Regions from separate parts of the Mus musculus genome. Here region 1 is linked to region 2. The links are chromatin contacts, called in public promoter capture Hi-C maps. All regions are on one chromosome and are shown on one strand. Each heading gives the region's core, a stretch centred on a gene start, on an enhancer-like site or on the middle of the called end of the contact. The rest is flanking DNA. Distances are from core to core; before and after follow the strand shown. Region 1 holds the start of Ccdc74a (coiled-coil domain containing 74A). Region 2 holds the start of Tmem191c (transmembrane protein 191C).

Region 1 (6,067 bases), core at 468-2,967, 370 kb before region 2:
GAGGGTTTTCAACTCTAGGCAACACCTCCCGCTGACTGCCCAGCCTGGGCCCTGGCTCACCGGACATCGTGGAATTGGAGGCGGACTTGCCAGAGTGAAGGCTCCATGTGGAGATGCTGCCTGTGGGAAGATGCAGGGCTCAGCCTGAGAACCCACTCCTGCCTGTTACCTGGCCCTCCATGTTCGAGCAGGGCTGTTTTCCATACAGGGAGTGTGGTAAGAAACCCCTCACTCAAGTGTAAGGAACCAGCGGTACAGGGCTGGGGAACCAGAGGCAGGCACCACAGCAACCATCAACCTACCAGGGGATGGGGCTGCCCAGGAGCTGTGCTCAGCAGAGGGAGGGAGGGTATGCAGCCACCTCATTGTCCCTACTGCACACACGTCATGCCTTTGGTGTTGAGAGCAAACAAGCAAGCTGTGGCTGGGGAAAGGGCCACCTGTCCAAGTGCCCAGAACTGGTCTCCTCTGGGTTAGCATGCAGGGCTCCCTGCTGCCAGATAGGCTTGAGTGATAACTCCCTGCAAGTCCTACCTTTTTTCTGAGGCTTCTCATTCATGATTAGCTTGTAGTGGAGATCTGAAAGCAAACAAATACTCCTTATCACACTTAAAATCTACAGCCACTGGGAGCACAAATGTGGCCTGCTCTTTGGGTCCCACCAGCTTTTTCCACCAACCCTTTACCTCAGGCATCTCAGACCAGAAATGCCTCTAGCTGATCCCTGTCATCCCCAACACCTGCAAGGTGCCCATCCACTAGGCCAGGCAGGGGCAGGGCTGCAGGGCTGCTGAAGTGAGACAGGATGGCTGGCTAGCCTTCCAGGAGCCCCTGGCAATGGTAAGGTAAGTGGGGTGTGGCATGGGGCTGGTCAGTCAGACATGGGGTGAGTCTCAAGCAGAGCCCTAATGTAATAAGATGCCCAGGTAAAGACAACACCAGAAAGAGGGAGAAACCCGAGGCACAGGGCATGGAGTGGGGGGAAGCAGAGGAACCCTAGCTGAGCTGTAGACAGTGAAAAGCAGTTATGTCACAGGGTGGCCTGAAGTTCTGAGTAGGCCAAGCCTTGGGGGTGGGGGTCGGGGGTGGGGTGGAGCAGCATCCTGGCAATCCCTGCCCAAAATCTGGATGTGCTTAGTTGGTGACCCATTTACTGGAATTTGCTGTGTGCTGTTTAACTTCGGCAACAGTTTTAAATAATGAGCCGGACTACACCCTGCCCTGCACAGAGTGCACAGGAGGGTCAGCGTTCATTTGGGCTGGTGGGCACAGGAGGACTGAGCCTATCGGCAGGCCCTACCGAAGAGAAGCCTCCCGCATCCTTCCCCGCACCCGGAGACTGTTAAGAGTTGATGGCCGTGACCTTCAGGTTGTAAATGCTGGGCCAGCACCCAGAGGCTCACCCTTATTCTCCCGCTTCAGGTGCTCGATCTCCTCGTGGAGTTTGACTAGCGTCTCCGAGTGCTGCTGCTGTAGGAACTGCAGGCTCTTTTCCAGGTCCAGGATCCGCTTCTGTGCTTCGCTGAACCCGAGCGGAGGCGGCTGCGTCCCCGCGTGCTGCAGGCCGGCGGGAGGGCGCGGGCGTAGGCGGGCCGCGCCCCGGGAGCCTGGGGCCGCGGAGCTGAGGGGCCGAGCCCCGGCCGCCAGCCCGGCCCCGCTCATGAAGGCGTCGCCGCCGCTCAGTACTGGCTGCTGGAGCCTGGCACTCGGTCGCCTTGGGAACCGGCGCGCCGGAGAGGGCGGGGCGCGCCGCGGGGCGGGGCCTGCGGCCGCGTTCCGCAAAAACCAAGGCGCCAGACTCTTGAACTGGTCCGGAACAGTAGTTCTTATGAGTGCTGTGTGCGGTGCGTGTGCCTGTGGAGACCAGCACTCGACGTCCGGTCTCATTCCCCACCTCATAGATTTTGAGAAGAGGTCTGTCTCGTCTTGTGACTAGCTGGGCTGGCCCGTGAACCCCAGGATCTTCCCATTTCCCCGGCTTCCAGCGCTTAAGATCCCGGGTGTGCGCCTTCCCTCCCCACTTCTCATGTGGGTGCTAGGGACCCGAATTTAGACCCGAATTTCTCCTGCTTGGGCAGAAACCACTATACCTTCTGAGCCATCACCCTAGCCCCGCTTGTACTTTTGAACCAGGGTCTCACTCTGTAGTGCAAACTAGCTTGGAATTCATTGTGTAAAACCGGGATTATAGATGTATGCCAAAGCACTGGCTTTTTTGTTTTTGTTTTTCGAGACAGGGTTTCTCTGTATAGCCCTGGCTGTCCTGGAACTCACTTTGTAGACCAGGTTGGCCTCGAACTCAGAAATCCGCCTGCCTCTGCCTCCCCAGTGCTGGGATTAAAGGCGTGCGCCACCACCGCCCGTCGCACTGGCTTTTAAAGTGGGTCTTAGTCTTTCATTTTAATAGCTCACATTTTTGGATACATAGTAATAGTTTCACAAATCTTCCAACACTCACTGAATCTTTGTGTATAAATAGAGCTGTCTGAACCAACACAAGAGAACCGGCCAGCCCACTTCTTTAATTCCAGCAAATGGGAGACAGAGGCAGGTGGATCTTCCAGAGTTCCGAAGTCTGCCATAGTGAGTTCCCGGAACAGTCAGAGCTACACAGTGAGAACCTGTCTTCAAGAAAACAAAAGTCCAGTGCTTGCCTTTACCTAGAGAACCCAGCCAGCAGGATCAAAAACAAGAAAGTCCTGGCTTTCTAGACTTTAGTTTTTTTTTTTTTTTCATTTATGCGTACCCGTATGAGTATATTCTGTGGGTGTGCATGTGTGAGCATTGAGCCCCGGAGCTGGAATTACAGGCAGCCTTGGGTGTCTGCTGGAAACCAAACTCAGGTTTTCTGGAAGAGCAGGAAGCTCTCTTTCTTAACTGCTGGCTCATCTCTTATCCACGTGAAAACTAGGCCACTTACTTTTTATGACATGGTAGATTTGTTTGTTTGAGACATAGTTTAGCTACATAGGCCAGGCTGACTTCAAACTCAGAGATCTGCCTCTGCCTCCTTTCTGAATCCTAAGATTAATGCCTGGTTTGGAAACTTAATTTCTAAGAGAAGGCTATGCAAAAGTCACCTCCCAATGGGTCAGTGTTTGACACTTGTCTACCATGTCCATGTCCCAGAGGTCCATCCTTTGCACAGCAAAAAGCCCGATCTACATAGAGTTCCAGGTCAGCAGAGCTACATAGTGAAATCCTGTCTTCAAAACAAACACACACAAATAATAAAAAGATCATTTCAAACTGATCCTTGAAGCTCATACCTATAATCCTAGCCTAGGATACAAAGTTTCATTACAGACTACACAGTGAGATCTTATCCTAAAAATAAACCAAAACAGGGAGATGGCTTAGTTGAGCATCCTATTTTATTTTTTGTTGCTGCGATAAACACCGTGATCAAAAGAAAAGCAAAGTGGGCATCAGAGGGTTTATTTTAGCTTATAGGTTAGAGTCTATCATGGACAGATGCCATGAAGGAACTCAAGGCAAGGCAGAAGCCTGAAGCAGAAACCAAGAGACTGCTTGGGGCTTTCTCCCCAGCTTACTTTCAGCTACCTTTCTTATACAGCCCAGACCTACCTGCCTAGGGATGGTACCACCCGAAGATAGCTACATCAATCAAGAAAAGGTCCCTTTCCCAGGTGAATCAAGTTGACAACTGAACGCTGACAACTGGTGACACCTGCTTTGAGGCCTAACCTAGTTCCATTCCTCAAACCTCTGACCTATGTCCATACATGGCACGCATGCATGCACTGCATCCCCCACACTCCAATAAGTCAGTCTAAAACATTAAACTCTGGGGGCACTTGAAGGAGTAAGACATGACCTGTGTGTGTGTGTGTGTGTAACTGTCAAGAGAAAAAAAATTTAAAAAAATATTCATCTCATAAATAAATACAGGCTAGGTAAAGAGTTGGCACAAGCCTTTGATTCCAACACTTGGTAAGTGTACGTGTATCTCTGAGTTCAAGGCCAGCCTGGGCTACACAAGAGTAACTATCTCTATCCCCCACACAAAAGATAAATATTGATAGGGTTGTTGGTAAGGGCTAGTCATTCAGCTCTGACCAGGGGAATTGGAAACAGTGGGACACTCAAAAGGCAACTTCCCTTCCCACCACAAGGAGGTTGTACTCCTGGGAAGATGCTGGCCTGGAGCTGGCTAGTATAGGTCAGCCCCATCTGCCCATGACTCTAAGATTCTGGAGGCTGAAGAGATGGCTCAGTAGTTGATTAAGAGCACTACAGAAGCCTGGAGTTTGGTCTCCAGCACCCACCCACTCCCTCTTCTTGGCCTCCTTAAATGCATACATATGATGAACAGACACAAGCAACATTCACTCACATAAAATAAAAATGACACTGTTTAACAAAAAGGAAGTTTCTGGAAGCCAATGTGGTATTTGTTCTGGATGACAGCCAGTTCTGAGGTGTTAAGCAGGGAAATCAGTTCTCAGGGCACCACAGGGCCTGCCCCCACCTCAGGGTTAGTCTGCCTTGTCTTGTTTCTGCAGAAGTTGAATCCAACATGCCCTAGGCATGAAAGGGGACTTTCAGTCAGAAAGAACTCCATCACGAGGTAAGGAGGTACCGTGTCCAGGAGCTTGCTCCACAGTTCCCAAATGCCCAGGGACCCTTGGCAGGTAAACAGGCTAAAGATTCAGCCCAGACAATCTCCGAAGCAAGAATGGTTTATTCGGATCCTTGTTCAGTTATGTTTTGAGCTGACTTTTGGTCATGGGTCCCATGATGTATTCTGAAGTTACATCGAAATACAAAGCCCAGTGATAACTTTGAAAAAAAACAGGTTGGTATTTTTTTTTCTTTAAAAACAGCTACACACCCACAACAAAAGGGCTGGTTTAAGAACACCTTGGAGATGGTGGTGTTCACCTGCAGGGTGAACTTGAGCCCTTTGGTGTCTTAGCTTTGATGTGAAGGTGTTTTTTTCATACAGGTGTTGTTACAAATGTGACGCTCCCTTAAATTCCTTAGTTTTACAGGCAAAACCAATGCTTTTTTGCTTTGTGTCCACAGAGGCTGGCCAGACCAAGCTCCAACCCCAAGCTCTGTCTCTTAGAACCCTGCTTCTCCCCTGGAGTGGATATTGAGCTGCTTGTGTGCCCTTGGACTGAAGGTGAGGAGCCATGGCCAGCACTGATTGTCTTACACAATGGCTTATGAACCTTCTGACACTGACCCTTCTGTGTCAGGCCTGCCTGGATCACTCTCCCTTCCAACTCTTTGTTCTTTTGAATAACTCCACCACTGCAGGGAAACTACTCCCAAGAACACTGAAGATGACCTGCCCCTCTATTCCTGGCTTCTAAGCAACCTGCCACAGTCTGCTCAGGAGAGGATGGCCAGCAGCTCAGAGCTGGTGCAGCTTCCCCCGTTCAGTGAGCAGTGTCATAGCTATGGCATAGAGGACGTATCCTAGGACCAGGAGCAAGGAGCAGGACAGGGGCCCAATGCAGAACAGAGAAGCCACAAAGAAGGCCATCAGGAGCAGGAGCAGTGTCCGGTAACTGCCCAGGAAACGGAGGCTGAGCCTGGGGCCCCGTGCAGGATTGGTGACCTGCCTCCGCCCTACAGGGCTCAGCAGATGTCTGTTGCTCAAGGCAGGCTCAGTGAGGTGGTAGCGACAGAAGCTGCCAAGGAAGTCATTCCGGGAGCACAGAGCTGCCATCTGGCCTGCAAACTAGAGAACAAACAAGGACTCAGCAGTTGGAGACACAGAGCACCCTCCCTTCCAGGATGCCTCTGGGACCAAGTGATTCTCACGCAGGGCCGTGAAGGGCAGGATGCTACCTAGGGCAGGAGCACTCTCTGGAAGCTATGTCTAGGGCATCCCAGCTGTCCCTGCTGCTCACTTACTCTACGGTTGATGGCAGAGGACAGCCGGAAGAGTGCACGGACCAGACTGGTGATTTCGTAGCTCCGGATGGGCTGCAGCTCTAAGTCTCCCTGGTACTCAATCTCGAACCTTCGCAGACCATTAATGATCTAGAAACCCGTTCATTTGTGTATGAATTTTTAATATAAGTGCAAGATG
Region 2 (6,087 bases), core at 1,169-3,668:
CAAGGTCACTCAGCTGTATAGTGAGTTCAAAGCTGGGATGAAACCCCACACACCTATAAATAAACAAGTAGTCTAGAGTTTATTGGAAATTCAACCCAGATTAATTTCCACTCAGCAGGGCAATCCTTATCTACTGCATGTTCCCCACAAAGCCCACGGTGGCAAGCATACACTACCCGGTGTGTTCAGATGCTGTGAGGGAGGTATGGCGAACTCGAACCTGCCCAAGAGGGAACCCCAACGTTGAAGTAGATCTGGAGTAACTGTGCATCCGCATCCAGGGAAAATAATCCACCCACTACGGAGGGGACCCGACAGGCCAGCACCCACACCCATCCTACCCAAAGCTCAGGTTCAGAAGAGCCCCCTAGAGGGGTCAGGCTGCGGCCTGGACACAAGCAGCCCCGCCACAGACAGGCACCCCTGCACTCAGGTGATATCGGAACAGACGAACTTCACCCCCACCCTTTTCATATAAGCAGGCACCCAGAAAACACAAAGGAGACAGAGGTACAAGCGGCCAAAGCCGACATGATGCACTCTAGGCAGGCAGCAATCCGCGCGCACGCAGCTCAAGTAAAGGCGACAGCGTGTAGCGCAGCCGGCGGAAGACCGCGTCAGAGCCGAGACTCTGGAGCCCCGGGCCAACGGCGTCAGGCTTCGCCAGCACCACGTAAATCAGCGGCAGCACCAGGAAACCCAGCGGGAGCAGCAGCAACGTCTGCAGTGCGCTCAGCGCCCACAGCCTGCAGAACCACCAACGGACAGGTGGGTGGTGGCTCTGGGACCCGGAACCCGGACCGCCCAACCCCCACTAGCCACTCACCTGAGGCTTCCCGCGCCTGTACCACCGAACAGTCGCTTTTCCTGCAGAGAAAGGGCTGTATCCAGTTTTTTGCCTGGGCAGCCGCTAGGCTCTAGCCAAATCTAGTGGGCAGGTACCAGCTTCAGCCCGCGCTTCCCAGCCCACGCTCACGCAGTCAGCCCTGGCCACCTCCTCCATGAGTGAGCCCGCGCAGTCCTGCACCGGACGAGGCTCTGAGTTCCACCTGCAGGACAGGCGCGGAGATGAGCCACCAGGCTGGGCCTAGCACCTTCCGACGCCCTCCAAGTCCCAATTCTTACGGTTCCGAGCCACCGCGCGTAGCCTCCAGCGCAGCTGCTGCCTCCATCACTTTCCCCTGCAGCTCCTGAAGGATGGCAATAGGGATTCAGGGCAGAGGATGCGCTACATCGCGAGTCAGAGAGTAAGGAAGAAAGAGTCGAGGCCGCAGGGCATTCGAAAGAGAACCGCTGTCAGAAACGAGGGGTCACACCTGCAGGACTCCACTCTGCTCCTGGAAGCTGGCCCAGGCCTCTTCTGTCCGCTGCGCACCCTAGAAGCCAGGGGCTTGGTATGAGCATCGCAATGACAGGCCCTCCCCACACGCCTTCCCCCCCCCCCCCAGAGTCCAGCGCCATTCGCACCTGCCGCAGGTCCTCTGCCTGCATGCTGAATTTGGCCTCCGCCAGCTCCAGATGTTTCTTCGGGAGGATTCAAGTGATGTCAAGAACCTGAAGTCCTCGCACACCACTGGGCCTCGAGGCTCGGTCCCCGGCCTTGAAGGCTGATACTCTGCCCACAAATGCACATAACCCTGCCCACAGCCATACTCCGCCCACAGCCCCGCCCAAGTACCTGCAGCGCCACAAGCTGGTTCCCTAGTTGCTGCTCCGCTCGCTGTTGACTTAGCTGCTCCCCTCCATAGTAGAAAAGCTGGGGACCGAACTCGTGAGTGCCTGGCTCAAGGATCTTGGGGACTAGGGCATGATCTGAGACACTGCACGTACCTGACTGGACAGTTCCTCCCACTGTTCCTGCAGCTTCCGATTGTGTTGCTCCTGCGAACAGGGTCCAGGCTGTCTAGGCCCCTCCTCCAGCCTAGCCACCCCGGGAGCCGCCTCTTGCTCTTGCCCGCACCAGGTCCTGCCGGTGCTGCTCCGCCGCCTCCAGCAGCCCACGAGCCCGCTCCGCACGCTCCCGTGCCGCCTCACATGCCTCGCCTCGAATGGCTCGTGATGCTTGACTTCGTCTCCGCTGCAGGCTACACGGGGGAGGGGGAGAGGGGGCGGAGAATTGGTCTGGGATAAAACCAGGGAGCAAGATATTTTGGGAAGGAGCCGCCACCAGCCTGAGAGTTCCAGACTAGGGTCCCACTGCCTGGAGCGAGACTGCCAACAAGCCTGCCGGGGCCTCGGTGCCCTCGCACCTGCGCTCGCGCTCCCGCAGCTCCTCCAGGCGCCCGGTGAGGCTCTCGCTCTCGGCTTCCAGCCCACGCACCAGCTCTTCTAGCTCCTGCTTCCGCAGGCGGCCATCTCGGTTGTCCTTCTGCAGCTGCAGCAGCTGCTCCTGCGGCTCAGTCATGGCTCCAGAGCTCCGCCCCGACCTCCACCGCCTGGGTAACTTGGTGGCCCGCGTCACAATAGGCAGCAGAGGGCGCCCGAACCCAACCGAGACGGATCACGCCCGACCAATTCAGGTATACAAAGCCGGGCTTGGTTGCCCACATCTGTAATTCTATCTCTTGGAGGTGTGAGGGCACGAAGATCAGGAGTTCAAGGTCATCCTTTGCTACATACGGAGTTTGAAATTAGCCAAGGCTACATGCGGACCTGTCTCAAAAAAAAGAAAAACAAAACAAAAAACAAAAATATCACAGTCCAGATCTGATTGGTAAAAAGTTACTAAAGTTCTAAGGAAGGACCAGACTTGATGGTCCGTACCTTGTAATCCCAAAATACTAGAGGCTGAGGCAAGATCACCTAGAGTTCAAGGTCAGCCTAGAGGTCTAAACAAGACCCTGACTCAAAAGAAAATGAGGGCCGGGTGTGGTGGCCCACGCCTTTAATCCCAGCACTTGGGAGGCAGAGGCAGGCGGATTTCTGAGTTCAAGGCCAGCCTAGTCTACAGCCTGAGTTCCAGGACAGCCAGGGCTACACAGAGAAACCCTGTCTCGAAAAAACAAACAAACAAACAAAAACCAAAGAAAAAAAGAAAGAAAAAATGAGAGGGTTTGAGAGATGGCTCAATGGTTAAGAGCACTGACTGCTCTTCCAGAGGTTCTGAGTTCAATTTCCAGCAACCACATGGTGATCCACAACCATCTATAATGGGATCTGATACCCTCTTCCGGTGTGTCTGAAGACAGCTATAGTGTGTGAGTGTGTGTGTATGTGTGTGTGTAATCTTTTTTTTTTTTTTTTTTTTTAAAGAAGGACTGAAGACATGGCTCAGCGGTTAAGAGTATTGACTGCTCTTCTAGAGGTCATAAGTTCAATTCCCAGAAATCACATAGTGGCTCACAACCATTTGTAATGGGATCTGATGCCCTCAAGACAGTGACAATGTACTCATATAAATAAAAATAAATAAGTCTTTAAAAATAAATAAATTAGCCAGGCGGTGGTGGCACACGCCTTTAATCCCAGCACTCGGGAGGCAGAGGCAGGCGCATTTCTGAGTTCGAGGCCAGCCTGGTCTACAGAGTGAGTTCCAGGACAGCCAGGGCTATACAGAGAAATCCTGTCTCAAAAAAAAAATAATAATAATAATAAATAAAAATAAATAAATCTTAAGAGCCACAGTAGCTGTAACTACTGTAACTACAGGCTAAACCAGGTGTGCCTCACCTTAGATTCTGAGTGACCAAGCAGGGAGTGCTAAACTTTTGAGAAAAACATTTTTTTGTTGCTGTTGTTTTTTCGAGACAGGGTTTCTCTGTGTAGCCCTGGCTGTCCTGGAACTCACTTTTGTAGACCAGGCTGGCCTTGAACTCAGAAATCTGCCTGCCTCTGCCTCCCAAGTGCTGGGATTAAAGGCATGCGCCACCGTGCCCGGCTTGAGAAAAACATTTAAAATTAAAATTTTTAATGTTTTTCTCCCCCATGTGCTATGAAACTTTGTCGTGGTCTCAGTGGCTGGATTTTCCCTAGCATAGTGCCGTGCTGAGTGGTGCTGAAGGACCTGGGAGGACCTGGGTGCTAGGGTGGCCTGATGGTCTCTTTTCTCCATGGTTTCAGCTCTAGAGAACCTTTGATTGGGCTTGTGTGGTATGAGTAAGAAAAGGAGGGATGTAGTTTTGTGATCTAGGGGTTCTGTTAGCTCAAGGGGTCTCATTCTGCAGCCAGGCTGGTCTTGACACAACCCCTTACTTCCCTAGGAACCTGCTTAATCATTTTCTTCAATTTATTTCTCTCTCTCTCTCTCTCTGTGTGTGTGTGTGTGTGTGTGTGTGTGTGTGTGTGTGTGTGTGTATACCACATCTGTGCAAATGCCTCAGCAGTCCATCAGATCCCTTGAAGCTGGAATTCCAGCAGTTGTGAGCCACCTATGTGGGTGATGGGAACTAAAGTCAGTGCTCTGGAAGAGCAACAAGTGCTCCTAACTGCACACTGGACCTTTTCACACTCTGTGGTGATATAATCTCTCTAAAGATTTTAAGAAGCTAATTTATTCCATAATTTAGAGGACATACTTTCTGGATGCTGTAATAAACCATTACAGCTTCATTAGATAGCCTGGGGCAGGAATCCTGCTGCAAATTCATAGCCAGCCTTTGCTACAGGGTGAGACTTTGTCTCAAACAGCCCCTCCAAAAAAACAAAAACAAAAACAATGAGTGCTTTTTGCTATGAATGGGCTGGGATATTGGTCAATGGAATCCCTGCACACACAAGGTTCAATTCCCAGTATCACGCACCAAGACATCAATTATTGATTTACAGGAAGGGCTGTGGGTTTTGATAGCTCTGGCTAAGCTGGGATTCCCCAGTGCTGTCAACATAACTCGGATTCCCAGACTCCAGTGCTGCCTCATCTCGTCCACACAAGAAGTTCAAAGCTCCAGGCCTCTGAAGCCCTTCTGGCCCCAGTAATTTGGGAGAAGGTGTGAATACTTGATTTTTGTATTTTCTGGGCTGGGCTGGAGGTGAGCCTCCCAGACAAGTGTCTCCCTCTGAGCCACGCACCCCTGGGCTTCCCTCTCCGTGCCTTTTCTGTTCACAGGCTCTTCCCAAAGCAACTCTCCCTCAGCCAGCGTCCCTTCCTCCCCTTCGGCCTTTGACCGCTCACTTCATAAGCCACCCAGCACACCTGCAGCTTACTTACTGAGTTTTGCTAATCTAGGATTCTTTTTTCTTTTGTTTGATTTTGTTTTCTTTTATTACCTTGGAGACAGGGTCTCATGTTACTCATACTAGCCTGAAACTCAACTGTGTACCAAGGATGACTTAGGACTCCCCCACCTCCACTGCCTGTGCTCACACCACAGGCTTCACCTCTGGGGCTGGCCTTTTTTTTTTTTTTAATGGTCAAATGTGTTGCTTATAAAATAAAACAAAAATAAGGTTCTTGCTAAGTAACCTTGGCTACTGTAGACCAGGTTAGCCTCCAAACTGGCAATCTTATCTTCGTGTCCAAAGCTTTAGACCACCATCCCCAGATAAAAACTGGCAGAAGAAAACACTGTTTCACACCAAAAGGTAGCCAATGGGGCAAGGTAGAGAAACCAACTTAGGATATGGGAAAGGAAAGGAGCCCCTCCCTTCCTGAGATCTCTCAACTGCTGTCAACACTTGCTGTGGAGGGTCTACACACAAATAAATAAGCCCTTCATTTATAGATACTGATTGCTAACGTAGTAATGAACTAGGCTTATGTGTGACCTTGAGTGGGCATACACACACTCAAAAATGTATGCACGTGCAAGAACATACACACGCACGCACACGCACACACACACACACACACATGAGCATCTCCGTTAACTCTGCTTCTTGTCTCATCAGCAATAGCCTTGTCAGGTGCCCCTCTGAAAACACCCTGTGATCTCCCATCTCAGGCTCTTTGGGCCAGCCTTTGACGATAATAGCTTCAAATCCTACCTGTGACCATTGTAAAGAATGACATTTGACTCTACCTTAAAAGCCATTGTTGAAACCGTTCCCTCAGAGAAGTTCCTCAAGACTCAATGTTCTAAAGTGAAGCTGTTAAGACTCAGGAAGTCTTGGGAGACAGAGGCAGGCGGATTTCTGAGTTCAAGCCCAGCC

The links. Capture Hi-C pulls out chosen DNA fragments and counts their contacts.
Region 1: a contact with region 2 is called in a promoter capture Hi-C map of liver. The contact joins the promoter of Ccdc74a here to the promoter of Tmem191c in region 2. A contact is called at or near these places in 1 of 484 Hi-C or Micro-C datasets (embryonic stem cells), 1 of 115 datasets of contacts at active chromatin or transcription factors (pancreatic cancer cells) and 2 of 9 other capture datasets (liver and pancreatic islet).

Annotation. Positions count from the first base shown.
Region 1 is chr16:17,642,120-17,648,186 of GRCm38.p6, reverse strand. It overlaps Ccdc74a (coiled-coil domain containing 74A), which reads right to left and starts at 1,717. Exons shown (of 8, transcript NM_001166164.1): 1 at 1,404-1,717; 2 at 535-579; 3 at 61-120. The coding sequence starts at 1,662. It overlaps Smpd4 (sphingomyelin phosphodiesterase 4), which reads right to left. Exons shown (of 19, transcript NM_001164610.1): 18 at 5,890-6,018; 19 at 3,357-5,713. The coding sequence ends at 5,384.
Region 2 is chr16:17,272,631-17,278,717 of GRCm38.p6, reverse strand. It overlaps Tmem191c (transmembrane protein 191C), which reads right to left and starts at 2,418. Exons shown (of 10, transcript NM_177473.3): 1 at 2,250-2,418; 2 at 1,961-2,084; 3 at 1,831-1,881; 4 at 1,679-1,756; 5 at 1,468-1,524; 6 at 1,317-1,376; 7 at 1,126-1,190; 8 at 977-1,049; 9 at 827-867; 10 at 57-746. The coding sequence starts at 2,404. The coding sequence ends at 542.